4 separate regions of the Mus musculus genome follow, and all the other regions are linked to region 1. Evidence: chromatin contacts called from public promoter capture Hi-C data. All regions are on one chromosome and are shown on one strand. The core of a region is the stretch at or near the end of the contact, and the rest is flanking DNA. Distances in the headings are between cores, read along the strand shown. Region 1 holds the start of Ywhae (tyrosine 3-monooxygenase/tryptophan 5-monooxygenase activation protein, epsilon polypeptide). Region 2 holds the start of Git1 (GIT ArfGAP 1). Region 3 holds the start of Nsrp1 (nuclear speckle regulatory protein 1). Region 4 holds the start of Blmh (bleomycin hydrolase).

The links. Promoter capture Hi-C pulls out the DNA fragments that hold promoters and counts their contacts.
Region 2: a promoter capture Hi-C map of liver shows a contact between it and region 1, with 5 times the contacts expected there. The contact joins the promoter of Git1 here to the promoter of Ywhae in region 1. A contact is called at or near these places in 4 of 39 promoter capture datasets (cranial neural crest, liver and pre-B cells).
Region 3: a promoter capture Hi-C map of pre-B cells shows a contact between it and region 1, with 2.0 times the contacts expected there. The contact joins the promoter of Nsrp1 here to the promoter of Ywhae in region 1.
Region 4: a promoter capture Hi-C map of hippocampal neurons shows a contact between it and region 1, with 5 times the contacts expected there. The contact joins the promoter of Blmh here to the promoter of Ywhae in region 1. A contact is called at or near these places in 2 of 39 promoter capture datasets (hippocampal neurons and liver) and 1 of 9 other capture datasets (adipose tissue).

What each region holds. Positions count from the first base shown.
Region 1 is chr11:75,729,945-75,736,283 of GRCm38.p6, forward strand. Ywhae (tyrosine 3-monooxygenase/tryptophan 5-monooxygenase activation protein, epsilon polypeptide) reads left to right here and starts at 2,943. Exons shown (of 6, transcript NM_009536.4): 1 at 2,943-3,147. The coding sequence starts at 3,084.
Region 2 is chr11:77,489,513-77,495,851 of GRCm38.p6, forward strand. Git1 (GIT ArfGAP 1) reads left to right here and starts at 3,900. Exons shown (of 20, transcript NM_001004144.1): 1 at 3,900-4,122. The coding sequence starts at 4,071. It overlaps Ankrd13b (ankyrin repeat domain 13b), which reads right to left and starts at 530. Exons shown (of 15, transcript NM_001373882.1): 1 at 1-530. The coding sequence starts at 40.
Region 3 is chr11:77,075,556-77,081,894 of GRCm38.p6, forward strand. It overlaps Nsrp1 (nuclear speckle regulatory protein 1), which reads right to left and starts at 2,882. Exons shown (of 7, transcript NM_001012309.2): 1 at 2,824-2,882; 2 at 1,099-1,189. The coding sequence starts at 2,843. It overlaps Mir423 (microRNA 423), which reads right to left and starts at 2,617; the gene lies at 2,509-2,617.
Region 4 is chr11:76,943,407-76,949,745 of GRCm38.p6, forward strand. It overlaps Blmh (bleomycin hydrolase), which reads left to right and starts at 2,250. Exons shown (of 12, transcript NM_178645.4): 1 at 2,250-2,487; 2 at 2,836-3,033. The coding sequence starts at 2,475.

The DNA of each region.
Region 1 (6,339 bases), core at 1,693-4,192:
AAAGTAAGACAGACCAGTTGTGAGCAGGAAGAGATCAGCCAGTGTGAGGGATGAGAAGGCAAGGGGGTGACAGGACCTAAACACTGTGTCCCTGCACAAAAATGCCAAAATGCCATTCTGTGTAATGTGTGTTAACAAAATGTTTATTAGAGAGGCTGGGTAGATAGTGCAAGTTCAGCCTGCAGAACTCACATGTGAACTTTGCAGCAGAGAGTGGAGACAAGTAGAACTCTGGGGTTTATTTGGGCAGCCATCCTAGGCTACTGAGAGTTCCACGTCCCAGAAAGAGAGTCAGTCTCAAAGAACAAAGTAGGTGGTGGGACACACCTTAATTCACTGCACTAGGAAGGCAGGAGGGCTTGTACTTGATGTGTAGCTGAGAGTGGCCTTGAACTCCCAATCTTCCAGTCCCATTGTCTTCAGTGCTGGGATTACAGGTATACCACCATGCCAGGCTTATCAGCCCCCTTTCAACTCCATGTTTGCTATTCTACCTGCCTAATGCTTGGGGAATCTCAGAACCAGCACGTGCTAAAGAAGAGTTCATGTTTTTCTCTCTATCTTAGCCAGCAACTCTTCCTGGACTCCTGTTTGTTTTTTTTATTATTGTCATGGTTTTTGTGTGTATTTTTTGAGGCAGGGTCTCACACTGTAGCACTGGGTGTCCTGAAACTTGCTCTGTGGCTGGGCCTGAAACTCAAGAGGTCCAACTGCTTTTCCTCCCAAGTGTGCCACTATCCCTGGCCTTCCTGTTTGCTTTAAAGACATAGTCTTATCCTTTTTCTGGGGCTGGCCTGGAACTGGAACTATGTAACCAAGGCTGGCCTCAAGCTTATGGCAATCCTCCTGCCTCAGCCTCTCAGTGCTGGGATTATAAGTGTGAGTTACCATATTCAGCTCTGTATTTCTTTTATGTTACTGGTACTGTTGCTCATTCCTTTGACAGGGTGGGAAGGTGGGAAGTCAAGTTTTATTTCACATGGCTGGTCAGCTACAAAGTCCTGTGGCCTCTCCGTGATGCTATTCTTGTCTGTCCTTTCCTCTCTGTCCAGAGGCTAGTATCGATTACTTTTGCTTATATTTTGTAATATGATAATTTACCATTCTTGTTCATTACTGCTATGCAATGTTTTCTTTCTCCTGTTGGCATATTTTTTGTCTATTTTACTGGGTTTTTATATCTCTACCTCCCCTTCCAACCCCCCCCCCCCCAACACTAGGTAGGAGAGAAAGAAGGGGAAAGGGAATATAGACCTCTAAAGGCTACTTCCTGCTCACTGGGGGCATCGGGGTCCTTGGGGCAAGTCTAATCTTTGTCGTCAGGGTATCTCTAACTTCTTGTCTCTTTGCTTATGGCCATTTGACAAACTGCAACAAAAGCAACCAGGAGCAGCAGCCTTCTTCTTTGGAGTGCCCCTGTTCCCCTCTGGGCTCTGGCATTTATTTATCTCCTCTCCAGAGTCTCCAGAAATCCAAACATAAACTATCCGCAGCTGGCAAGACCACAGCCCTGCTAGTGCACAAGGTAAATCCTAGTCACCTGCTTCGAAGCCGCCTCTTATCCCACGCCTGGGATTAAAACGCAAACACATTCACAGACCATAGCTGGGTTTTTGAAGAAACCAAAACTCTCACCACCAGCTCCTTTCTTTTTGTGTTTGTGTTTCGAGGTAGGGTATTTTTAGTCCAGGATGGCCTGGAACTTGTGGCAATCCTTGTCTCTGCTTCCACAGTGCTGGAATTACAGGCGTGAACCACCGCTTCAGTAAGTACGGAATACTTTTCTTAAGTACAATTATGACGATGTCACCTTCCACTCAGAATCATCAAAACAGCTTGCCCAGATAGGACTATAACTCAGTGGCAAAACACACGGTGGAAGCTGTGGGGGTCAGTCTCCAGCGTTTGGACAAAACAATTCCTGTCCGTTCACAGACTAAGATGCAAACCTCTGGGCGTGTGACCTCAGGCCTTGATCCCAACCTTTTGATTTCACACTCATTTTGAGGCCCTTTTTCTGCATGGCTCAGCAGCAAGCTGATATTGAGTATAAGATGTTGAAAATCCATAAGGAAGCAGACTAGGCGTGGCCATTGCAAGTGAAGCAATCCCCATGGAGGATTATTTATTTCTAACTCATCAATGTCAATTTGCCCTTACACACCTCAGGTGCACCTTGCACTCCAAGTGAGGCAAGCCACTATGTCTCCTTTTTCCCTCGAGTGAGGGTTTCCCTTAACTAGCTGAGATTGACCACTTTTTCTTTTTTCTTTCTTTCCTTTTTTTTTTTTTTGAGATGGGGGTTTCACAATGTAGCCCTGGCTGACCTGGAATTTGCTTTGTAGATGGGACTTGATCCAAACTCGATCCTTGCGCCTCTACCTCACTAGTGTTGGAATTAAACACACTCACCTATGCTTGAAGCAAAACCAGAGATTTTAAACAAAAGTCCTATCTACGATAGGCCAAAGAGATAAAATATGGCTGGAGGGGAGAAGAAAATGCTTAAAGTATGGAAGCAAGGGAGATGATGATGCGTGAAAACTCGAGCTTTCCCTTCTTGTCCTTGTCAATTCTTTAAATTGGATGAGAAAAATGTGCTAGAATGCACAGGGCCGGTTGATCTTCAACGAGGAAGGCCTGCCGTAGCAAGAACCCATCAAGCCTGTCGCTCTGTCCCCCACAGGCCAGCCCGCGGTCGCCCCGCACGGGCTTCTGGCTAACTCCCCTCCCGCAGTCTAGGCCGACCTCGCCTCCAGCCGCTCCAGGGGCCGTTCTCCGTCGCAGTCGCAGTTCCCGCCTCGCCACAGGGCCGCCCGCTGTGCCGACGGAGGAGGGGCGTCTGTCGCGCTGGTTCCAGCCTTTTCTGGCGCCGAACTCCGGGATCCGCCCCCCCCCCCCCCCGCGCCAGTTGCCAGGGAGCGGTTGCCATAGAGCTGAGCAGTTGTCCGCGTGCGCAGGCGGAAGTCCCGGATTGAGGCGCCGCCATTTTTCCTGCTCGGACGCGGAGCGAGAAGCTGAGAGAGTCGGAGACGCTATCCGCTTCCATCCGTCGCGCAGACCCTGCCGGAGCCGCTGCCGCAATGGATGATCGGGAGGATCTGGTGTACCAGGCGAAGCTGGCAGAGCAGGCCGAGCGATACGACGGTGAGTCGGGGGGGTGTCGGGGGGCTGGAAGTCTCGGACCCTCCGCCGCCGCCCACAGAGGCCGGGAACCGGAGACAAAATGGCGGAGCCGTCTCGGAGCCCGGCTTGGGACGTGGGTCGGGAAGCAGGCCGAGGCCTGCGGGCTCCCGGCGCGGTGGGAGTCCCCGGGCCTAGGGATTTGACCCCTCCGGTGTCCTTAGCTTGCAGGCGCTCGCCCGCCAGCAGGCCGGGGCGGAGGGTGGAGGAGTTGGTTGTAAAATGGCGGCTGGAGGGGGAGGGCGAGTCCCCGGGCGGGGGAGGGGGGAGGAGATGGCGGGTGCCGGCTCCCGGCGTGCGATCCCCACGGGAGCCCTCGGGAACCGCGGCGGGGTGTGGAGGAGGACACTTGGGTGGGGCGATGTGAGGAACGGTACCGGTCGCTCGGGAGAGGGCGGCATCGAGGAGCTGTAGCGCTAGGCGCCTTTCGGGGAAATATGGCGGGTGGGGGCGGTGGCTTTTCCCCTGAGGCCCAGTGTGGGGCGGCGGCCGTGGAGCCTCACAAAGGAGAAGCCTCTGGAACGGACGGCTTCTCGGGGCCGGCGGTGGAGAGGAGTCTTCTGGTGAGGGTGGAGTGTTTGGAAATCACTGCAGAGCCTCCCTCCTTGGGTGGAGGCGAGCTGAGATGCTGCGATTGGATTTCTTCCTTTGGGCCGACACACCTTGGAGTTGAGAGTTTGGGGGGCTTTTTAGCCTCGCCTTCTTCCGGGGAGGTGCAGAACCTCACTCCTACCCCGTTTGTTCTTACCCAGGATATCCTAAAGTTGCTGCGGGTTTTTTTTTTCCCCCTTCTGTCCCCATCCTTCATAGGCACGGAGTTCTGATGGCTAGAATACAGGAGACCAGGCTTGCCAGGATTCCTTAGTACGAATTTCCCTTTGCAGAGTCAGTGCCTCAGTTTACCCGTTTGTAAAATTGACGACTGTACTATTCACACTCGTCATTATGAAGTATGGAAAGACCTGCTGAGAAATGGTTAATTCAAATAATGTTTAGTAGCACTTTGGGTTGACAACCCAAGTTCGGGTGGAATGCATGCTCTTCCTTGGCTTGGGGAGCTTTACCTATTTTGAGCACTCAGTTGAGGCTTGGGGAGTTTGAATTAGGAATGTAGAAGATTGTAGTTTTTCTGTTTTATGATTTCATTGTTACATGATTGGGGCTCAAACCCAGGATTGCATGCAAGCAAGACAAGTGCTCAAATACTGTGCTACACCACAGCTCTGTTTTATCCATTTTAAGAGAATGGTTTTATATATATGTATATGTGTGTGTGTGTGTGTACACACACACACACAAATTTCAATAGTTACTCTTCTGTTAATTTGACACACACACACCCCACCTGCAGGTGATGGAGACTAGACCCTAGTACATGCTAGATTCTCAACTTAGCTCCTGCTAATTGCAGTCTAGTTTTTTTTTTTTTTTTTTTTTTTTTTTCTGAGAATTTCATTGACATATCTACTGTGTTTGTGAAGTGTAACTAGATATTTGAGTTAGGCAATAGGCCATTAAACTAGTATTTAAAAATGAAAAGTCACACACATGGTTCCTGTGATTTAATTAATTGCAGGTGTAGTTCTGGCTGTTCTGAAACACTATGTAGACCATACTGGTCCTGAACTCAGAGATCCGTCTCCGCCTCCCTGTGTGCTGAGATTAAAGGCATGAATACTAAGGCTAGGTCCTGTGAGTTCAATGTTTGGGAAGTGGTAGGGTCCAATGAGACAAGATTGGAATTAAGTGTTCCTCATGTTTTTTCCATGTTAGTTAAAACATTTGCTTTTTCAAATGTTAGGTCAGACCCTTTTCCTTGAATGGCAGTTTCTCCTGTGGAAGCTTTTGAACCACCAGTCCTTAGTCTTTGCCAAAGTCACAGGCCCAGCATTTGGAAAGTAGAACAGCAGACCTCAAAACCTCCAATTTAGGAAAGACGCTGAACTACATTTTGTCTTGCAGATTTCAGTTTGTAGTGAGTTGGGCTCCTGTTGGGAGCTGGAGGAGGTGGGATGGGGAAATAGGAGTGCAGCTCCAGGTGAGCTTGTCTGTCCCGGGAGAGTACTGGAGGTTTCCCCTCTCGATCCCAGAAGAGGTCCCCCCCTTAATCTGTGTCCTTGGGAGGAAGCATGAAATTAATTTGAAGACTGGTGACTTAGGCTTTATGTAAATATAATAACCCTCCCTCCCCCCCAAACGAGGTATGAGGGGAAGCTTTCTGATTTGCTTCTAAAAGTCATTTTAAAAAGGGATTTGCAAACATGATTGTAGCTTCCAAATAAATGACAATTTTTAAATCATACTTGGGGTTTGAATGATGAGAATTTTTGAGCAAAGCTTGGCCTTGTTGGCTATTGAGTACAGTGTTCTAGAAAAGCCATGTGGTGACTGTACTTAATGAGGGAAGGAAACTGGAAGCACTCCTGTGATTTGGCCTAAGAAAGGAAATCAGTAGAAAGGGAGAGGAAGAAGGCAGTCACAGAAAGTGATCACTCCTACTGACTGGTAATTCATTTTTATTAGTGTAACAAAAATTGATTATAGTCACTGATTATAGTAGTAACCACTTAGTAAATAAAATGCCAAGGGTAGTGAAAGAATGCATCGCAACCCTGAGTTTTAGATACTATGTAAATGTTGGCTTTTAATTGCCTGCTCTTTTTTTTTTTAAAGTGTGTCAACAGTTTTTTTCTTTTTATTTATTTATTTATTTATTTTTAAATATTTATTTATTATATGGAAGTACATTGTAGCTGTCTTCAGACACTCCAGAAGAGGGAGTCAGATCTCGTTATGGATGGTTGTGAGCCACCATGTGGTTGCTGGGATTTGAACTCTGGACCTTCGGAAGAGCAGTCGGGTGCTCTTACCCACTGAGCCATCTCACCAGCCCCTAATTGCCTGCTTCTTGCTGCTGTCATAGGTTTCTCTTGTATTTTGCATGCTGGGTGGAGCCTGGTGCCTGAATTATCTTTTACTTTCCCCATAGGTAATAGAAAACAATTTATATAGATTATTTAATGGTCTTAGAAAAGGAGGTGAGAAGCCGTTTTAAAGAACAGCTTTAGGACAGTTTAAAGAACTGTTTAGGAGTTTATATAGGAAAACTTAAAGCTTGAGGCTACGACTGTTCATTTTAATTGTTAGTATTCCCTC
Region 2 (6,339 bases), core at 2,650-5,149, 1.8 Mb after region 1:
CCTCGGGCCCCTTCCTGGCGGAGGCGTTGGCGGGGATCATCGCCCGCTCCTCATGCCGGGGCCGCGGCGCCCGGCCCGCGGGGAGGGACGGCGCGGGAGCCCGGGCCCGGGGCCGCGGGGCGGACGGCCGGAGCTGTCTGCTCGCGGGGCTGCGGCTCGGGCATGTGCGAGCGGCGGCGGCGGCGGCGGGCGGGGGCGGCGCGCCCGGCGTGGTGCGGGCGGCGGGCGTCCTCGGGAGGCGGCGGCGGGAGGCGCGGAGCAGCCCCCACCCGCCCTGGGAGGGAGCGGGCACTCGGCGGCACGCGGCCTCGCGCCTCCCCTCCCACACCCCCGCACACAAAGACGCCTCTCGGCGGAGGGAGCAGGGACCCGCAGCTGGAGCGGGGGCGCTCGGGGCGCCGGCCCCGGGGTCGCCGCCGCCGCCGCCGCCGCAGGGACGCGCGCCCGCACCCTCCGGCTCCCCTAAGCCGCATAGCCCGGCCCTCAGCCCGAGCGGACGGTGAGGGACAAGCGAATGCGGGGAAGAGAGGAGGGGACCCGGGTGCGCCGTGCTGGGTTAGTTACAGCTTGGCCCCGCAGCATCATGGGGCTTGTAGTCCGCCTGGTAGAACCGTGCGTTTCGGATGACCAGAGATGGTCTGGAACTGATTTCCTGGAAGGGTGGACAGAGAGTCAAACCCGGCCGAAGCGGAGGCCTTACTTGGATGCCAAGTGGGTTGGGGGCGCCTCCACCCTTTGGCATTTTGCCTTTTGCAAGGAAATGGGGGAGGCTTTTAGGGCTGACCTGAAGCGTTGGGTCGGGGGTCTATGGCCTGCAGAAGTGAGCTTGGGTCCCAGGGAGGGTAAAGAGGCATCTAGATTCATAGTGACTAAAGAGTGACCCTAAGAGAGATGCAGGGCATCAGTACCAAGGGTCACTGAAGCAGCCAGGGGTCTGAGAATCGAAATATTTCTCAAATCTTTGCTCTCTCAGAAAATTAAACCCCAGCTTCCACACATCACGTTGGAAAAGAGAATGTCTAATGAGGCGAAGAAGACAGTCTTTCCCCTACATGGCTCAGCAAGAACCAGGATGAGGTTGAGCAAAGACAGCAGCAGGTGGCATTTCCCCACCTCCATCCCATGTGGGTCCCTGCCTAAGGAAAATGACTGAGTCCAGATTGCCTGCTTCCTGAAAGAGCAGAGAGACAAGCGCTTCCACAAGGAGCCCTTGCAGAGAGTGTGGTCAAAGTCAAATTGGCCTCTGTGGCGGCCACCTGCAAATGGTAAAAGGACCAAGATGCCTTGGGAGAGAAAATGTCAAGAGAGTTGTATTTAAATACCGTAACAATTGCTTGATCTTAAACAAATTGCTTATCCTTCAGAGTTTCTCGGCCCACTCACCTCTAAACTGGGATCAGATACTACCTCATGGGATGAGCTAAGGGTATGAACTGCCTGAAAACGGCCCCTCTCTCCTTCAACCAGCCTGAGACAGGTGGTAGGAGCGAACATGTTGCCTTCCTCGAGCCCACCTCAAGGCAGAAATAAGGAATTCCTGGCCAACCCGATTTAGAACAACAATCTAGAGAGTGTTTGTGTGGGAAGCGACAGCAAAAGCTTGCAAACTCCTTGCGCCCTTCTTGGGTTTCTTTGTGTGTTCTTCTCTCCTGCTTCCTGCACACCCAGTGGTGCCAGGCCCGGGAGGACTGAGTAGACTGCCTCGCCCCTTTCTGCAGCCTGGGAGGAGCCGGTAGGCGTCTCTGCAGCCCAGAGCCGCAGCCCACCTCCACCGCCAGGGGTCAGCAGAGTGTCGTGATTGCAGCCCGAGTTGAGGAGGGGGCTAGAGAAAGGAGGGGCAACTAGGAGAGGCCGCGAGAATGCCTGTACAATTCCTCATTAAATCGTTTTCAAAACCTTGTGTATGATTCCATTTGAGCTGTTCAGTTCCTGGGATGATGACATCTTCGGGGAAGCCAGAAACCCTTCTTCCCCCATCTTCAAGCTCTAAAGCTTGGCTGTGGTGAGGTTGGGGGTTCTGCAACAAAGTTTGGACTGTGTGAGCCAGGGTCCCTCCCAGGCAGTCCCTGAGCCAATAGGGAGATAGGGTGGCCGGGGTGGGGGGACGTGAATCATTCTTCCTCTGCACGCCCTGTATTCCAAGAAAGGAGAGAGGCCAGCATGCATTTAGAGGCTAGGTTGCCCTTTTGCCAGATGGCCGGCTATCACACGAAGCCCAGGTCGCTTTCCCTTTGGTCTCAACGCCCTGGCTGCCACGTGCTCCAGACGCGCCCACACAGCGAAGAAACAAAGGCAGCCAAGCGACGGGGCTGCCAGCAGCTGCCTCGACATTTAATAAATGAAATTCCATAGCTGGGGGTCGATCCGGGGTGAACGGGCGGCCACTGCTCCTGGGCTGCGCGCCCAGTTTCAGCTGCTAGACTGCTTCCCACCTCCATTGCTGCGGCCACCAAGCCTACAGACTCTTGGGTATGAGTGCAGCATGGTGTGGCATGACCACCACCCTTTGCTGGCAGAAGCCCCACCTGCTGAGCTACTGGTTGGGGGTGGGGGGTGTCTGCAAGATTTTTTTTTAAGGTGAGATTATAAATATATCCTGTGGATCACAATTTCAAACAAACTTGTCAATCTGGGTTGCAGCAAAAGGCGATGGAACTTTGCGTGTATTTTGGGTGGTGTGACTCATAAGCATTACTTGTCTCCCCCTAGGGAAGGAGCCTGCCCACCCACAAGTCACTGCTGCTCTGGCATTGCTGGGAGAAATAGACCCACTCAGACACCCCTAACCAAGGACTCCCCTCAAACCTCCGTTTTATTACTGAGCAGGAATCCCTAACACCCAGGAATCTCCCTTAACTCTGCCACCGCTGACCTGCCCCTTCCCCTACGAGCGCGCCGCCGCCCCTCACCCCCCCCCCCCCAACCTGGTGTTGTGTGCTTTTGCCCTCTCCATAAGCTGAGTTCTCTGACAGCCCTTTTGCGGCTGTAGGGGTGGGGGCTGGGCACAAACGGGTCACACGTGTATGGGGGAGCATGCTCAGTGTGGGGTGCACCCACGTGCAACATGCACTTTAGTTCCTTGCTCCCCCCACCCCCGTCTCCATGAGAAGTCCAAGAAAAAAAAAATCCTTACAAAAATTGGCTCCTGTTATAAGCATATGCTTAGGATACATACACACCCGTCGGGCAGCCCGGAAACATCGTTGATGTACACGAAACAGATAGCAAGTTATTACTGGTGCACACAACACTCTTAATAATCACCCAGATTCTTTGCTTTCCTATTTGAAACAAGAATGATGTATTTTTAGTCCCACAGAGAGGGAGTCACAGTTAAGTGACCTCTCGGGCACCTGGCCGTCCATATTGGTGGTAGTGAGTGTACACCGCAGGGATATGGCCACAGACCCACCTGGACACACTGACTTGGACACAGGGGACCAGAACACACACCTCACCCCAACCCAGCCTCTGACCGCTAGGAGCATTGTGCCTGGGAATGCTTCCTGTCCACCCCGATCCCCACCACGTCCGTCTCTCGGTTTTTGGGCCGAGCGTCCCCTGGACCACTCCCCAATCGGAAAGTGAAGGTCAAAGTGCTAGCGTGTGTCTCGGTTGCAGACCAGGCGGGCGCGGGCCGCGGCTCCTTTAAGAACCCCCGTCCACTCCCGCCTGCGCGCAGGCTTCCTTTCTCCGAGAGGCTCAGCCACGGAGCTGAGCGGAGCGCCGGGGCGGGGTGCGGGCCGCCCCTCCCCCGGTGGGCAGGGCTTTCACTGCTTCCTGCAGGAGCGGCCTGGGCCGCGCAGGGGGCGGGGAGAGCGGCGAGCGGCGGCGGGGCGGCGCGGGGCGGCGCGGGGCGGCGCGGGGCGGAGGGCGCCCGAGGGCGAGCGGGCGGGCGGGCACGGCGGGTTCCGGGCCAGCCCCGGGGGCGGACGGTTGGCCGCGCGCGCGGAGCCTCGCCGGGGCCTTGCGGGAGCCGGGCCGGGCCGCAGGGCCGCCGCCGCCGCCCGGGCCCGCCGCCCGCGCCCCCCACGCTGGCCCAGAGGGCTGCGGCCGCGTCGCCGCTGAGGATGTCCCGGAAGGGGCCGCGAGCGGAGGTGTGTGCGGACTGCAGCGCTCCGGGTAAGCGGCGGGATCGGGTCGGGGGCGGGACCGCGCCGCAGGCCGCCGCCGGGCGGGCGCCGAGGCCTGGCGGGAGCGCTGTGCCGGGCCGGAGGGCGGGGCGGGGGCCACTGCGGAGCGGCGTCCTTGGCGGGAGGGCCGGCTGCGGGGGGCGCTGTGCGTTGGAGCCGGTGAACGGGAGGGAACCGCCTCCCACCTCCATCGCGGCATCCAGACGGAAGCGCCAGCCTGGTGTGGCAGGAGGGCTGTGGCGGAGGCCGGCAGGCTGTGGGAGGTGGGCGCTAGGATGGTTTGTGTCATCCCTGCCACCCCCGCGTCTTGCACCTGCTGCTCACATGGCCCGCGTGCCCGCCGGAGCGGTGGAGGGCAAGGGGCCTGGATACGAGCTCCTAGGGAGCACCTGACAGGGGCAGCTACTCTTAAGACTCCCCGCCCCTGCTTCCCAAGGCTGGGGCTGCTTAGAGGGCCCGGTGTTCAGGAACAATCTAAGCATGGGCATCTTCCCCGGAAGCATCTCCAGGCCTGCTGGTGTCTGGGAACATCTAGACTCAGCTTTTCCTGTTCCGGGTAGGCCTGTTGGAGAAGGTGTGCTAGGTATTGGTTCAGTCTAGACGCCGATCCCTCCTGGTCTCTAGCTCATTGGATAGGAGAAAGCGGTGAGGTTGCTTATGCTCCCCTGGTCCAGCTGACTCCTGAGCGAACTGGACTTACACACTGCTTCCTCCCTACTAACCAGCAGAGTGAGTCGGTCTGAGCTGCTGTGAAAGCCCCCTTGGCTTGCTGAGGAAGTGAAGGGAGGGCAACAACTCACCAGGCTGGTCCCTTCTCTGGGAGGACACAGCCGTTGATGGGACTCAGCAGCTGGCTGGAGGCAGGAAGTTCTGGCCTTTGCCCATCCTCTATAAAAGAAGCTGTGTCTCCATACAGTCTCGGGGTCTTATGGACTCTGGGTAATGAAGATGTGATTAGGTGAGAGTGTGGAGTGCTGATATGCAGGCCCATAACTTGTAGTCACCCCTTAAAATCCCAAGATCTGACCGTGAGCCCAAGGAATGATGGTCCTGTAATTCTCATGATCTAAACTGGAGTACTGGGAGTTGTGGGTAGTTGCAGAGTCATGAACATGGGACACCTTGTAGGTGACTGACCCTGAGACCTCCTTAGGATATGTCACGGTTTGGAGGGTCCTAGAAGATCCGTTTACAGATGGACATCCATACCCCTAGTTAGCTGGAAATGACGACTCCCTTTCCCCGGTTGGCCTTGAATGGATGAGCGGTGTGTCTGTGGAGCCTAGCAGGCCCCATCAGGGGAGCCAGGGTCAGGTAGTAGCTTTGTTTCCAGCTTATTCTATGATGCTTTGCTCACTCTGGGTCTCAGGTGGAACAGAAATGGATTTTGAGGACCCTTGCATTTCCCAGTCTACATTCTTGGTTCTGGAGCAGATAGAGTCTGTGACTGGCTGGCTGCAGCCTCTGGACACCCAGTCGGTGCTGGGAGGAACAGGGTGTGTTAGATGTTAGGCCACTGAGCTCATAGCCCCCATCCTCATGTGACAGAGGCAGGCCTGCCTCAGGATTCTTTTCTTTTCCTCTCTCTGATGCAGAATGCAAATTACTAAGCAGATGGGCAGAGCGTTGACAGTCTTCCTCATTATCCCACCTTAGCACCTAGTGTGTAGTGTAGTGATTGCCACGTGGCAGCCATTCCCCAGGTACAAGTGTTGGTCTTTGTCAGGAGTGCCCTGTGCCACACTGGGTCTGACAGACAATGGCATCCTTGATCTAGGCCTATAGCATCCCAGACAAGAGAGCATAAGCATGCCTGACCTTCTCATATCCCATGCATATGATAAAATATAGTCCATATATATCCCATTATAGCCCAGAGTCACAGAGTCACTGTGATAGAACTCTGTTATTGTCTGGGTATGGTAGGTAGCACATGCCTTTAAACCCAGCACTTGAGAGACAGAGAGGCAGGCAGATCCCCAGGCCAGCCAGGGCTATGGAGTGAGATCATGGAGTGGGGTCATGGTGGTTTTGTAGTTTATTAACTTGGAGTGTGATAGAGGTAGGAGGTGAGCCTGTGCTCAGAGACAGGTGTGACTATGTTGCAAGGACACAATGTGGCTGCTGTGGCAGCTTGTGTCACCTTACCAGGTGCTGTGCCCCTGCCTGCCTTGGGAATCCAGGAGAGGGCAGGAGTCAGGGTGCA
Region 3 (6,339 bases), core at 1,632-4,131, 1.3 Mb after region 1:
TGATCTCCACTTTTTTTTTTTACTCAAATCTAAACCAGCTTTGAAAGCTGTCCAAATGCCTATTCCTGCCTGGGTATTTCTTCAGCAAAATGAGCGGTTTTGTCCTCTCTATTTCACTAACATTTTAAAGGTCTATTATCAAAATAAAGCAAGAAAGAAGAATGGGAAAAAAATGTAGATTTTAGAATTTGATAGACCTGTGCTCAAATCTTATTATTGCATCTATTTGCTTGTGTGTATGTGTGTGTGTGTGTGTGTGTGTGTGTGTGTGTGTGTGTCCACACAGGGGCCACGACATACAAGTGGAAGTCAGAGGACAAACTGAGAGTCAGTTCTCTCCCTCCACCCAGACACTGAGCTCAGGCTGCCAGGCTGGATAGCTGGTGACTTACGGTCGGAACCATCTAATCCGTCTGCTGTGTTTGAGCCGTGGTCTTGCCATTTATTTATGAGCTGCAAGGCCTAGTAATGGGAAAATTCCTTAACCTATTTGAATTCCAACTTCATCAGTAAAATGAAAGTAATAGAGGGTAATTGTGAAGATCAAAGTATAGTAGGCACAGAAAAATCCTCAGTTATTTTTCTTTCCACATTTCAGCCTGCCTCAGTGTTTGCATGCATCTCTGTCGATGAACTCTAAACTGGTTGAAAGCGACATTATGCAGATGGCCTTCAGTTTACAACAGAATTAGATCCTACAAAGCCTAGCCACGTACCCTAAGTAACAAAGACATGTAACACTGCTAGGTACTGAATCACGGGCCTTTAATCCTGCACACAGAGGGCAGATGCAGAAGCAGGCAGAGCCTTATGAGTCCAAAGCCAGTTTGGTCTACACATTAAATTCCAAGCCAGCTAGGTCACTGGTATTTAAGTGACTATAAAGAGTGTACCAAACTATCTAAAAATGACTAAGTTTATGGGGGGGGGGGTCATCTTTGGTCATACAGAAAATAGCAATTGAGTGCTTTTTAAAGGTTGTTTTTTTTTTTGAAGGGTCTGTAAAGATACTCCAGAACCACTGTACTGATAAACAAAGGTGAAGACAAATTCACAAGCAGTTTTTAAAATACATGAGTTAAGCATAGGGCCCCTTACCTCATCGTCATCAGAATCACTCCCAAACACTGACGGTTTCTGTAAAACTCGGTGCAACGGCTGTGTTTTCTTTGGCAAAATAAGCCCATACCTGCGTAATTTTTTTTTGAAATAGAAATCGCACCATTATCTTTAAATAACATAAACATTTAAAGAACATAACACATCCACTACTTCTTCCTTATGAACTTCCCAAATCAAAACATGTCATACAACCTATGAACACATAATGGACTAACCGCTTTGCAACGACCTCAAAATTCTAATGTCATTTTATAGTTGTTATTATTATTTGTCTACCTGGGCCAAACTCAAAACATTTTTACTAAAGGAGAAAATGAAGACTACAGCAATGTTTTAGATAGTGAAGTGACAGGAATCCTAAACAGGCTAGTGGTTTTTGCAAACTTGCTAAAAACCAAAATGTTCTAAACTGTCCTCTGATTTTTTTCCCACACAGTAGCTAAGATCTTGAAAAATTGACTAAGAAACCCACGTAGAGATTCGGGCAAGTCCCCATTCACTTATTTGGCTCAATTGCTTTTGTCTGCGAGCAAGTCACCATGGGGGCAAGTTCCCATCCGTCCACTGGGCTCGTTTGCTTTGCTTCAGCGCCTCTGAAAACCATCACCACATTTTTTTTGTAACTAGATATTTTCTTTATTTACATTTCAAATGCTATCCCAAAAGTTCCCTATACCCCCCCCCCCGCCCACCCACTCCCACTTCTTGGCCCTGGTGTTCCCCTGTACTGGGGCATATAAAGTTTGCACAACCAATGGGCCTCTCTTCCCAATGATGGCCGACTAGGCTATCTTCTGCTACATATGCAGCTAGAGACACGAGCTCCAGTGGGGTACTGGTTAGTTCATATTGTTGTTCCACCTATAGGGTTGCAGACCCCTTCAGCTCCTTGGGTACTTTCTCTAGCGCCTCCATTGGGGGCCCTGTGGTCCATCCTATAGGTGACTGTGAGCATCCACTTCTGTATTTGCCAGGCACTGGCATAGCCTCACTCAAGACAGCTATATCAGGGTCCTTTCAGCAAAATCTTGCTGGCACATGCAATAGTGCCTGGGTTTGGCCATCACCAGATTTAATACGTTTCGTTTCTCGAGGTTTTGGCTTTAAAATGCAAAGGCCACGGGACATGCTTGGCACTGCAAGGTTTACACGCCCAAGAATAAATTTCCAGGCAGGTAAACCGTATCTGTGTCTTTCCCGGCAGCGAAGACCAGTTTCCTATATGCCTACTCTTTTCTGTGGCTTCTCAGCACCACACTCGTAACCCCAGGAGGGAGGGCGGGAGGCTGGTCTTGCCTGAGCATCTGCCAGGGAGAACGAGGCCCTCAAAGGCAACCAGGAGTTTCTCTTCTCGGTGCCCCTGAGCGCATCCAACCGGGAGAAACTCAAGCGCGGGGTAGGAAGCAAGACTGAGGGGCCTCAGACCGAGCTTTTGGAAAATAGAAAAGTCTCGCTCTCTGCCCCTCAGCCTAACTTCCTTTATTTCCTCACAAGTTTCTCAAACTTCGGGCTTGCAACCTGGAAAAATGTACCGGACGGGGGGTGGGGAACCTAAGTGGCTCGGAATTCCTCGCCTTCTCCCGCCTTTAACCGGGGCGGGGGTGGCCCTGCACTTCCGGCGACCTCAGACGCCTCGGCCTAAAGACTCAGTCTCCCTGGCTTCTTACTCCCCAGCCGGACCCTAACTTCCCCATCACTCACTGCCTGCCCGGGATCGCCATCTTGTTCCCGTCTCCGCTGGACCTGGTCGACGCGGACGTGACGAGACGCTGACGCCGACGTGTATACGCGCACTTCCGGTTCCGGTACTCGCTTAGCCGCTGAGCCTACCGCTGTGTCTTGCTTAGGATGCGGCTCGGCTCAGAGTCTTAAAGTCAGGGCGGGGAGGCGATGACCAAGTTCTAGTCCAGAGAGAGGCTCGTGGACCGCGCTCCGGGGACGAGCCTCGTCACTGGAGATAGTGTTAGAGTCACGTCCAACCGCGACGCCTGCTGAATCCGGACCGAGTCGGAGTGGGCCCCAATTATCTGAATTTAATGAGTTTCAAAACGGCTCCCTACACATCTATTGCTTTGTTTTGCTGCTCAGTGTAGCTGGCTCTGAGTGACTAAAAAAACCGAAAAGCCATAGAACCTCAATGTGAACTGATTATTTTATTTAAATAAAGCCTTTCTATATAATATAACCCTGACTGTCCTAGAACTCAAGATCTTGCTGCCTCAGCTTTCGGAATGCTGGAAATGCAGGCACCCTCGCCGAGAACTGATATTAGCAGTGCAGTTGTTTGAGACCATCTTGCTCTATAGTCCAGAATATCCTTTTGCCTCAGCCTTCTAAATGACAGTAACTCATCACAAGTGTGCCACCCCATTTTAAAAGACAAAACCTGGCTACATTTCATCTGTGCATCCACCATTTAGAACTAGTGTTGGCAGCCAGGGCTATACAGAGAAACCCTGTCTCGAAAAACCAAAAAAATAAAAATAAAAATTTTTTTTAAAAAGCCGGGCGTGGTGGCGCATGCCTTTAATCCCAGCACTTGGGAGGCAGAGGCAGGCAGATTTCTGAGTTCGAGGCCAGCCTGGTCTAAAAATGAGTTCCAGGATAGCCAGGGCTACACAGAAAAACCCTGTCTCAAAAAACAAAAACAACAACAAAAAAATTAGAACTAGTGTTGGTGTCTGGGAATTACCGTACAAACCACTCAGACACCAATCTCAGTCTAATAGAGATTAAATATCACACCCCAAGACTGAAAAATCAGGTCCACAGACCAAACTCAGGAGCTGACTGTGGCATTGAGTTAAGATCCTATAGGGCTTTTAAGCCTAAAATCCACAAACATCTGTGCCAAGTTACTCCACCAATCAGGATTTAGAGTTAGGCAATTTCATCAGAAGCATTTTTTTTTTTTGTACACTTATCCTGTTCTCATTAGTTGAGGTATTCAACTGTGGCAGAGGACTTGCCTAACATTCATGTCTTAACTTGCCAACCAGGACATCAGTTATCCATGTACATGCCTCTTTCTACCAAGTAGGATGTCAATTCCCTGGGATGTCTTAGGTAGGAACTTTATTCAACCCCTGCTCAAAATGGAAGTTTTATTCCAAATGGCTTCTTATGTTGGGGTCCATCCCAGGAGCAGCTTATAAAAGTAAAAACCATATACATGTGCTCACGTTTGGGTCCGAGCTTAGCGTGGCTAACTATACAAAGCAGTTCTAATTGCTTGTGATTGGTTTTCAAGAAACTGAAGCACAGAACATCCTAGCAACAGCAGTGACAGCATATAAGATTCCTTAGTAACAGCACAAAATGGCAGGCTAGACAAGTAACAGTTACCTAGGCCCTAACATGTTACCCAGGTCCTAACAACTTATAGTAACCAGCTATAAAAAGGCTGCATAATTGTTTCTCTGATCTGTCTCCACCCACCCCCATATATTTGGAAGTCATGTGGACATGTGGGATAGTGGTGTCCTGTTACAATAACTCTGGTATAATTAAGAATTGAAACTGAGATCTGGGTTTATGTTTCAAAGGTAGAACACTTACCTAGCATACTCAAAGCCCTGGGTTTGAACTCCTGCACTGCAAAAGAAAAAAAAAATTGACTCTATTCATTCCTGTTTTTGTATAACCAGTTCTGTTTGATTAATGTTAGCATAGTATGCCTTTTTTAAACAATTATTTATTTTATATATGTGAGTACACTGTCCTTCTCTTCAGACACACCAAAAGATCCCATTACAGATGGTTGTGAGCCACCATGTGGTTGCTGGGAATTGAACTCAGGACCTTTGGAAGAGTAGTCAGTGCTCTTAATAGCTGAGCCATCTCTCCAGCCCCAATTTGTCAGGGTTCTCTAGTGTTAAAGAACTTATGGAATCTCTCTCTCTCTCTCTCTCTCTCTCTCACACACACACACACACACACACACACACACTCACACACACACACACACACACTCACTTGAAGGCTACAGTCTACAGTCCAACTAACCTAACAATCAATCAATAGCTGTGAGTGGAAAATCCAAGAATCTAGTAGTGGCTCAGTCCCATGAGGCTGGGTGTCTCAGCTGGTCTTCTATAATAAGCTGCAGCCTGAAGAAGTAGGCTCCAACAGATGTCCCGGCAAAGTGAATGCAAGCGGACAAATAGAGAATAAACTGCTTCCTTCCATTGTCCTTATCTAGGTCCAACAGAAGATATGGCCCAGATTAAAGGTATCCTCAAGATCTGGATTAAAGGCTTGTGTCAATCCAGATCCAAAGCCTGTGACATCACACCTCAAGATTCAGATCAAAGCCTATGTCTTCCAGGCTCAAGATCCAGATCACAAGTGTGCCCACCATTTCTGGATTGCAGTTCATTCCAGATATAGTCAAGTTGACAACTGAGAAGAACCATCACAGGTTATAAACACCTATCATTTGCTCTCATTTTCCCCATATGTTCTCTGCTCATGTGAGATCCTGACTTGAAGTGTTTCCCCCAAGCTTGTTTTCCCTGATCTCTAAAAATACAGCCAGAAAGAAGCTCTTTGTTCTCTATAGCCAGCAAAAAGCCTTTTTGTTTCTATACCTTACAACCAGAGATGCAATAATTGTAAAAAGACCTAGCCAGGCACTTGCCTGGCTCCCTGTGCCAAGGACACGGAGATAAACTCCACAAAGAAGAGATACAACTCACTCCCCACTCCTCATGGCTTATAATTTTACCAAGGACACCCACCAGAGAAGAGCTGTAACCAAACTCCTCCCAACTCTTCCCAATTCCTCACTTTTTCCTTTAAAACCCCCTACTGTTACCGCTCAGGGTCGAACTCCCCTGCCCCGCGTGGCAAAAGGAGTTCGTCCTCAGCTAGCTGACAATAAAGCCTCTTTGCATCAAGTGTGGTTTTTCTCTCGAGTTATTGGGGTGTCGGCCAGCTCATCCCGGGACTTGAGCGGAGGTCTCCCCAGTTTCGGGGGTCTTACACTCACTACCCACTCCCAGACACTATTTTGCCATGTTTTGGGTTAATAGAGAAGATCTTATAATTGGATCTATGATCCAGCCTTCATTTGTATTAACCATATTCTATGCTTATAATTTTCTAAGGTTTTACTTTAGAATCTCTTTAGCCAAGAATGACCTTGAACTTGTGAGCCTCCTGCTCTCCTCTACACTGCTGGGACTGCAGTCATGCACCATCATGCCCAGTATATTC
Region 4 (6,339 bases), core at 1,000-3,499, 1.2 Mb after region 1:
TCATAACCCAAATCCCACCACCAGTTTCATGATCCCCTATGGGGTTAAAGCCAATGTATTTAAAAGCTGGGTCTTGGTCAGTGATGTTACCTTTTCTAGTTCAACAGAGAGCTTTGAGGTTAGCCATGCTTCTTCACGCTCCACAATTAAGGCTGTTGTTATCTTCCAAGTGTTCTACTATAACAGCATTCTGACTAATTCCCCTGTCTCCAGAATCTCTCCCCTCCCCGTAGCCACCAGATCTTTCTTTGCACAGATCTGAGAATATGGCTCCTTTGTTTAAACCTATTTTTGACTTCTAATTAAGCATAGAATAAAGTCCAGATGCTCAGGTGTGGCATATAAAAGCCTTTATATCCCAGCCCAAACCCACCTTCCTGGTCCTGCGCCTTGCCTCTGATCTCATCCCAGTTCTTGCTTTGAACCACATCAAATTGTGGCGCAGGGAGGCTTACAGCTGATCTTGTCATGCGCTCCCACGCCTCCTGCCTTTGCTGTTACCTTGAGTGCCCTCTCTCTCACTCTTTGTCTCGTAAAATTCCATTCACTCTTCAAAGTTATCACCACCTGTCCCCCTTTTCTTTTTGTGGGGCTGGGGGCTAAATCCAGGGTCCTTGTGCACGCTAAGCAAGTGTTCTACTCTTGAGCCCAGCCTTATCACCTCTGTTTTTCTAGCGTCTGGCTCTCACTGCTAGCTACTACTTATATAGCACTACTGTGAGATAGCATAGGTTCTGTTGCATGTCTTTCCCACGTTAATTGTTTTGAATGTGTATGTCTCTGTGTATAGGTGTGCACATGGGATGAGTGCCCATGGTAGCCAGAAGGAAGTGTTGGCTGGACCCATTGGAACTGGACTTACAGTTTTCTGACTTGAGTGTTGGGACCCGAACTTGGGTCCCCTGGAAGATCATCAGCAAGTGCTTTTATCTGCTGGGCTATCTCCCAGTCCCACATCATGAGTCTCTTGATGACAAGATTAAAGTTTTTAATTTTTTTTATATCAGCAGAAACTTGCTGAGGACCTGTTACACCACAAATGTTGAATACAATTTTATTCTTTGGGCTGAGTCCAATTGGGCAGGAAGTTTGAACATCATTTTTATTGTTTATTTATTTGTTTGTTTATTTATTTATTTATTTGGTGAAAGGGCCCATGATTTCTTTCAGCATGAGTTGTAGCTTGTTTCTTTTTTCTTCAGAAAATGGAAAAAATAAAAAAAAAAGCCCCACAGGATAGGGTAGTTGATGGGCTCCCTTGGAGATGGTTGCTATGTCGAATTGCAGGTCTTTAGCTAAGTCTCTCAGGGACACAGAGACTGAATTCTCAAGTGACAGATGGCTGTCTGCATGTGGCACTTTCCAGACATCAGAATTCCTCTGAACCATGGGTGATTTTCAATTTAAGACTTAGGTTTTAGGCTCCATGGAAAATCTGAATAGTAAGGCTACAGTGTGCATTTGTACTTATTTTATTATGCAGTGGACTCTCCCGCCCCGTCTTGAAAAACTGATTAATTATCTCGAAGACTCTGTGTGTGTGTGTGTGTGTGTGTGTGTGTGTGTGTGATTTACAGGTTTTGTAGATATTAGCAAAAAAAAAAAAAAAAAAAAAAGCATAAAATTGACGTAATCATTCTCCTTAGCCCAAGCTGGGCTCAATAGGAACCACTCATGAGCCTTGCGAAGCCCAGAATGTGTAGATGAAATGAGCAGATGTGTATTTGTAGAACCGTGGTAGTAGCTTATGGGTGGGTGGGAAAGAGATTGGTTCCAAAATCCTTTCAAATACAAGAACTTTGTTCTCACTAGACTCTAAGCAACAAGTTGCAATTGAAAAAGATGAACAGATTGGTCAGCTAAGTGCCTACAGGAAAAGCCTTTGGGTGGATTTCTTGAGATCTGCCGTCCCATGGCTAATTTTGGGTCCCTTACTTCCTTTTCACTTCACAAAACCTCCTCTGGCTTCTCAAAGGAGTTCTAAGCGTCAGTTTCCCCAATGCTAGACAGTGAGGGATCTGGGTTCATCAGCACGGAACCCTCAGCCTCCTTCCTCTAGGAGCTTGGGATCCCGGGAGGGCGCCCTTGAAGCCAGGAAGAGGGATCACAGATGGCGGAGGGCGCAGCCGAGGCGAAGAGTGAGCAATGCTGGCAGTGGGGGCTGCAATCGTGGGTGGCTTCGCCCTGCCGCTCCCGGGCCGAGGTGCGGGCCCCAGAGTCTGAAAGGCCGCCCCTGTCGGCCCTCCCCCGGGCGGGGCTAGCCCCGATGGCGCTGACTCAGCAACGCGAGGGGGGAGTTTTGTCCCTCCGCGGACCCCGTTTCTCTCGGCCACCATTGAGCGGGTTTCCTTCTTCCGGCGCTTAGGGTGCGAGAACCAGGTCCGGCCAGCTAGGCAGCGGACTGTAGTGTAACCCCAGAGCTCACCTGAAAACCCTGAAAACTAACGTTTCCTCCACGAAGCAGTTTGGGCGCCATGAACAACGCAGGTGAGGCACCGCTGGTACCACGAGTGTTTTCCCGGGTCCTCTCCCGGGCTCGGCGGACCCGTGAGGCCCGGCGGCGTGAAAGGCCGTGGGATGGGATGGGGGTGGGTGGGGAGGGGGGGACGGACCTAGGCGAGGGCCGGGATGTAGCCCTCCGGGAGGGTGGGAGAGCACCAGGAGAGAGACGACATCACGCGGGGAGGATGCCGGGAGAGGGCTTTCTGGTACAGCACTCTGCAGGATGCTCTTGCGAAGTTAAATCTAGGATCTACGGTGACCCTATCCTAAAGCTGTCCCCGTCAGCCTCTTTGGGAGGGGATATAATTATAATGGCGTTTGATCTTCCCACAGGACTAAATTCGGAGAAGGTATCTGCTTTGATCCAGAAACTAAATTCTGACCCTCAGTTCGTACTTGCCCAGAATGTCGGGACCACCCACGATCTGCTGGACATATGTCTGAGGAGGGCCACGGTCCAGGGTGCTCAGCATGTGTTTCAACACGTTGTGCCTCAGGAAGGCAAGCCAGTCACCAACCAGAAGAGCTCTGGTGAGGTCTACGACTTCTTGCCTACTTTATTGACAGCAGCACATTTTGTTGTCCTAAAAATGGCCCTGGGATAACAGAGCTTTGTAGCATTGACAGAACTTGTAGTAAGCCAGAGAATAGGCACTAGAAAAGGGCAGGCCCAAGAACATCACCTGTGTGGTGGCTTCAGTGTTCTGTGGCCTATTAGCATTTAGTTTGTTTCCTAACGTGACAGATGGTGGTCTTTGAATGCATATCATCATGTTTTGATATTATGTGATGTTGGATGTGTGCGGTTTGTTCTCGTGCAGTTTTAATCTTAACAGTTCATCTAGAAGTAGCAGAAGAGAGAAACAGCTTATCAAGTTGCAGACAGATAAACCTAAAGCAAAAGATGAGCTATGTACTAACAGATTTGGCCTGTGCCAAATAATTAATAATTAATGGAAAAATATCCATACCATAGGAGATGTCCCAGAATTGCCCTAAAGTCCAAATGTATAAAATAGAAAAAAACATAAAGTGATTACAACAGATTGTAACCGGCTATTTTTAAATATGCTCTGTGGTTGCAGCTGGAGTTGCTATTCTCATAGTTCCTGTCAGTAGTTACTTTGTAGTATTTTGAGTTCTCATTCCTTGCTGGCTGAGAATTGTTGTTTTGCTGTCTGCTGTCCAGTTACAACTGTTGAAAATACATCTACACTGAGAGATTGGTTATCTAGGAATCCAAACAGGAGAAATAGTCTCAAAAAAATTGAACCAAAGGGACCTTGCATTTTTTTTCCCCTTATTTGGAAACTACTCCAAGTCTATGTGTATTGACAGAAAATATGTTATTGCTACTTAAGGCAATTCAAAGCTCAAAGGATACATTTAACATGGGTATTATTTTGCTGTGAGTCAATTATACCATAGAAAATTTGATTTTTAAATTTTAAAGGAAAAAAATTATGACCTTGCAATAATCTTATTATGTAGCAGAAAGTTCTTACTTAGCACTCACAGGCCTTCATTCAGAAGGACTTGGGATGTGTGGTCTGTCAGATGATCTAGTTAATATGTCACAATAATCTTAACATGGCCTGATCGCAGTCTCTTAGGGTAAGCTTGGAAATGTTAATCTGGAATCGGGCAGGTGGTCTTATGTGATAGATCATGTTACTCCAAATACTAGTAGAACATGAGCATAGTACATGGGTGATGTAATATACTTCTGTGAAATATTCATCTAAATAGCTCACCAAGAAGTAGCAGAAATAGGAATGGTGTGCAGGAGAGAGGCAGTGTACAGATAAGCCTAAAACAAAAATTACTCTATTAAAAAACACAATTTAATTTTTTTCTTTGTTACAAAATCACTTTTGTTCAGTGTAGAAAATCTGTAGCCTACCAGGAGGGAGGTGTTTTTTTCTGTTTATCCATCAAGTCTTTATCCTCTGTATGAGTGCTCTTCATATAAGAGCAAACTAAGAATTTTTATGTGTGCCTTTTATAAACCTTCTCATTTGACCATGTGTTGTAGACATGGTTTCATGTCTGTGAAAATATTATATCCAAGTATGTCAAAATTTTCCCTTTAAATTTTCCTCCAGGAGAGTGCTACCCTTAATCCAAGGCCTCACAGAGGCTCTCAGCGTTTTCTAGCCTCTCCTGCAGTGCAGCTATGCTTTGTTAAAGGCGGCACTCTGGAGTTACCCTAGTCTTCACTAGTGTGGAATGCTTACAGGGGTTAGATTCCTCTGTTTTGAAAGTCAAAATACTTGAATGTCCTAAAGACATGACCTCACTTAGTGGTGGGTGTCATTGGAAGTAGACCTTTAAAAACTCAAGTGGATATAGAAAGCGGTAAATTGCAGAAGCTCTGACTATGCATTTACAGGGGCAAATGAAAAGATGATTATGTTCTTAATGCTTGTCATAAAATCTTCAGGGACGCCATCATGTATGCGGTTAGAACTTTGTTGTATCAGGAACATACTAAATGGAGGAATGGTGGTGTGTTGTGGTTGAACATTAGGATCTAAGGATAGCAGAGATTCTGGTGGCCAGGGGCATATGAAGGGTGTAGAGCTGTGAAACTGAGTGGGAAGGTAGAGAAACAGCCCTTCTGTGGCATAGCCTCCTCCTGCCTCCACTTCCCAGTGTTGGGATCACAGGCATGTACTGCCCTGTCTAGCTTATGCAGTGCTGAGGATGAATCCAGGGTTTATTGCATGCTAGGTAAGCATTCTGCCAACTGAGCAGCATCTCCATCCTGGAACAGTGGTACTTCTCAGCATGACTTTGTTGTCCTTACCATGATTTTTAAGAAGAAAGTACTTGGTTGTTTGCTTTGTTTTGTTTTTAAAATTTATGTCTCAATTTTTAAATTATCATATTTTAACTCTTTGGCTGAAGTGATCCTCCTGTTTCCTTCCTTCCAAACTTATCATTTGTCTTTAAATGTTTATATAACCCAGTTAGTTAAATACCTCCTTTAAAATGCAACAACTCATTATTGAGAAAATAGCTTATGCTAAGCTTAGCACTCACTGTAGGATGAGTGCTATTCCAATTTAAGGTTTTTGTTCATTCCAAATTAAGTTTTTTTTAAAAAAAGACTTATTTATTTTATGTATATGAGTACACTGTAGCTGTACTCACACACACCAGAAGAGGGCATCAAATCCCATTACAGATGGTTGTGAGTCACCATGTGGTTGCTGGGAATTGAACTCAGGACCTCTGGAAGAGCAGTCAGTGCTTTTAACCACTGAGCCATCTCTCCAGCCCCAAACTAAGGTTTTGTTCTCATATCAAGCTCAGGTGACTGTATCTCCTTAGCTCTCTGTCCAGGAGCAGGATGCTTATTTTTCCAAGTTCTCACCAGTTTCAGCACTGTCAAGAAGAAAACTTTTCCCCACCTTACTAATAATGTCTTATGAAGAACTTAAAAAAAAAAAAAAACAAAGTGTCTTTACCCTCTGTGTCCTTTTGGACATCATGTACTCTAGTTTATGATCTCTGTTCATTTTCTTTCAGTGTTTCTAGGTTATCCTAGAACTCACTACATTATGCAGGCTAACCTTGAACTCATAGCAATCTTCTTGCCTCAGCCTCCTAAGTACCAGGGTTACAGGTATGTGCCACCATGCCTAACCTACAAGGTTTTGGTTTGGTGTGTGTGTTGGTGTTTGAAATGCTAAGTTTCTCCATGTGACTACATGTCTTTTACTTTGCTTTGGATTTAATATTTCTATTCTGGGTTGAAACGCCTAGCATGCATAAATTCCTGTATCACATAGAACCCAGCTGGGTGACATACACATGTAATTCTGAAGGAGG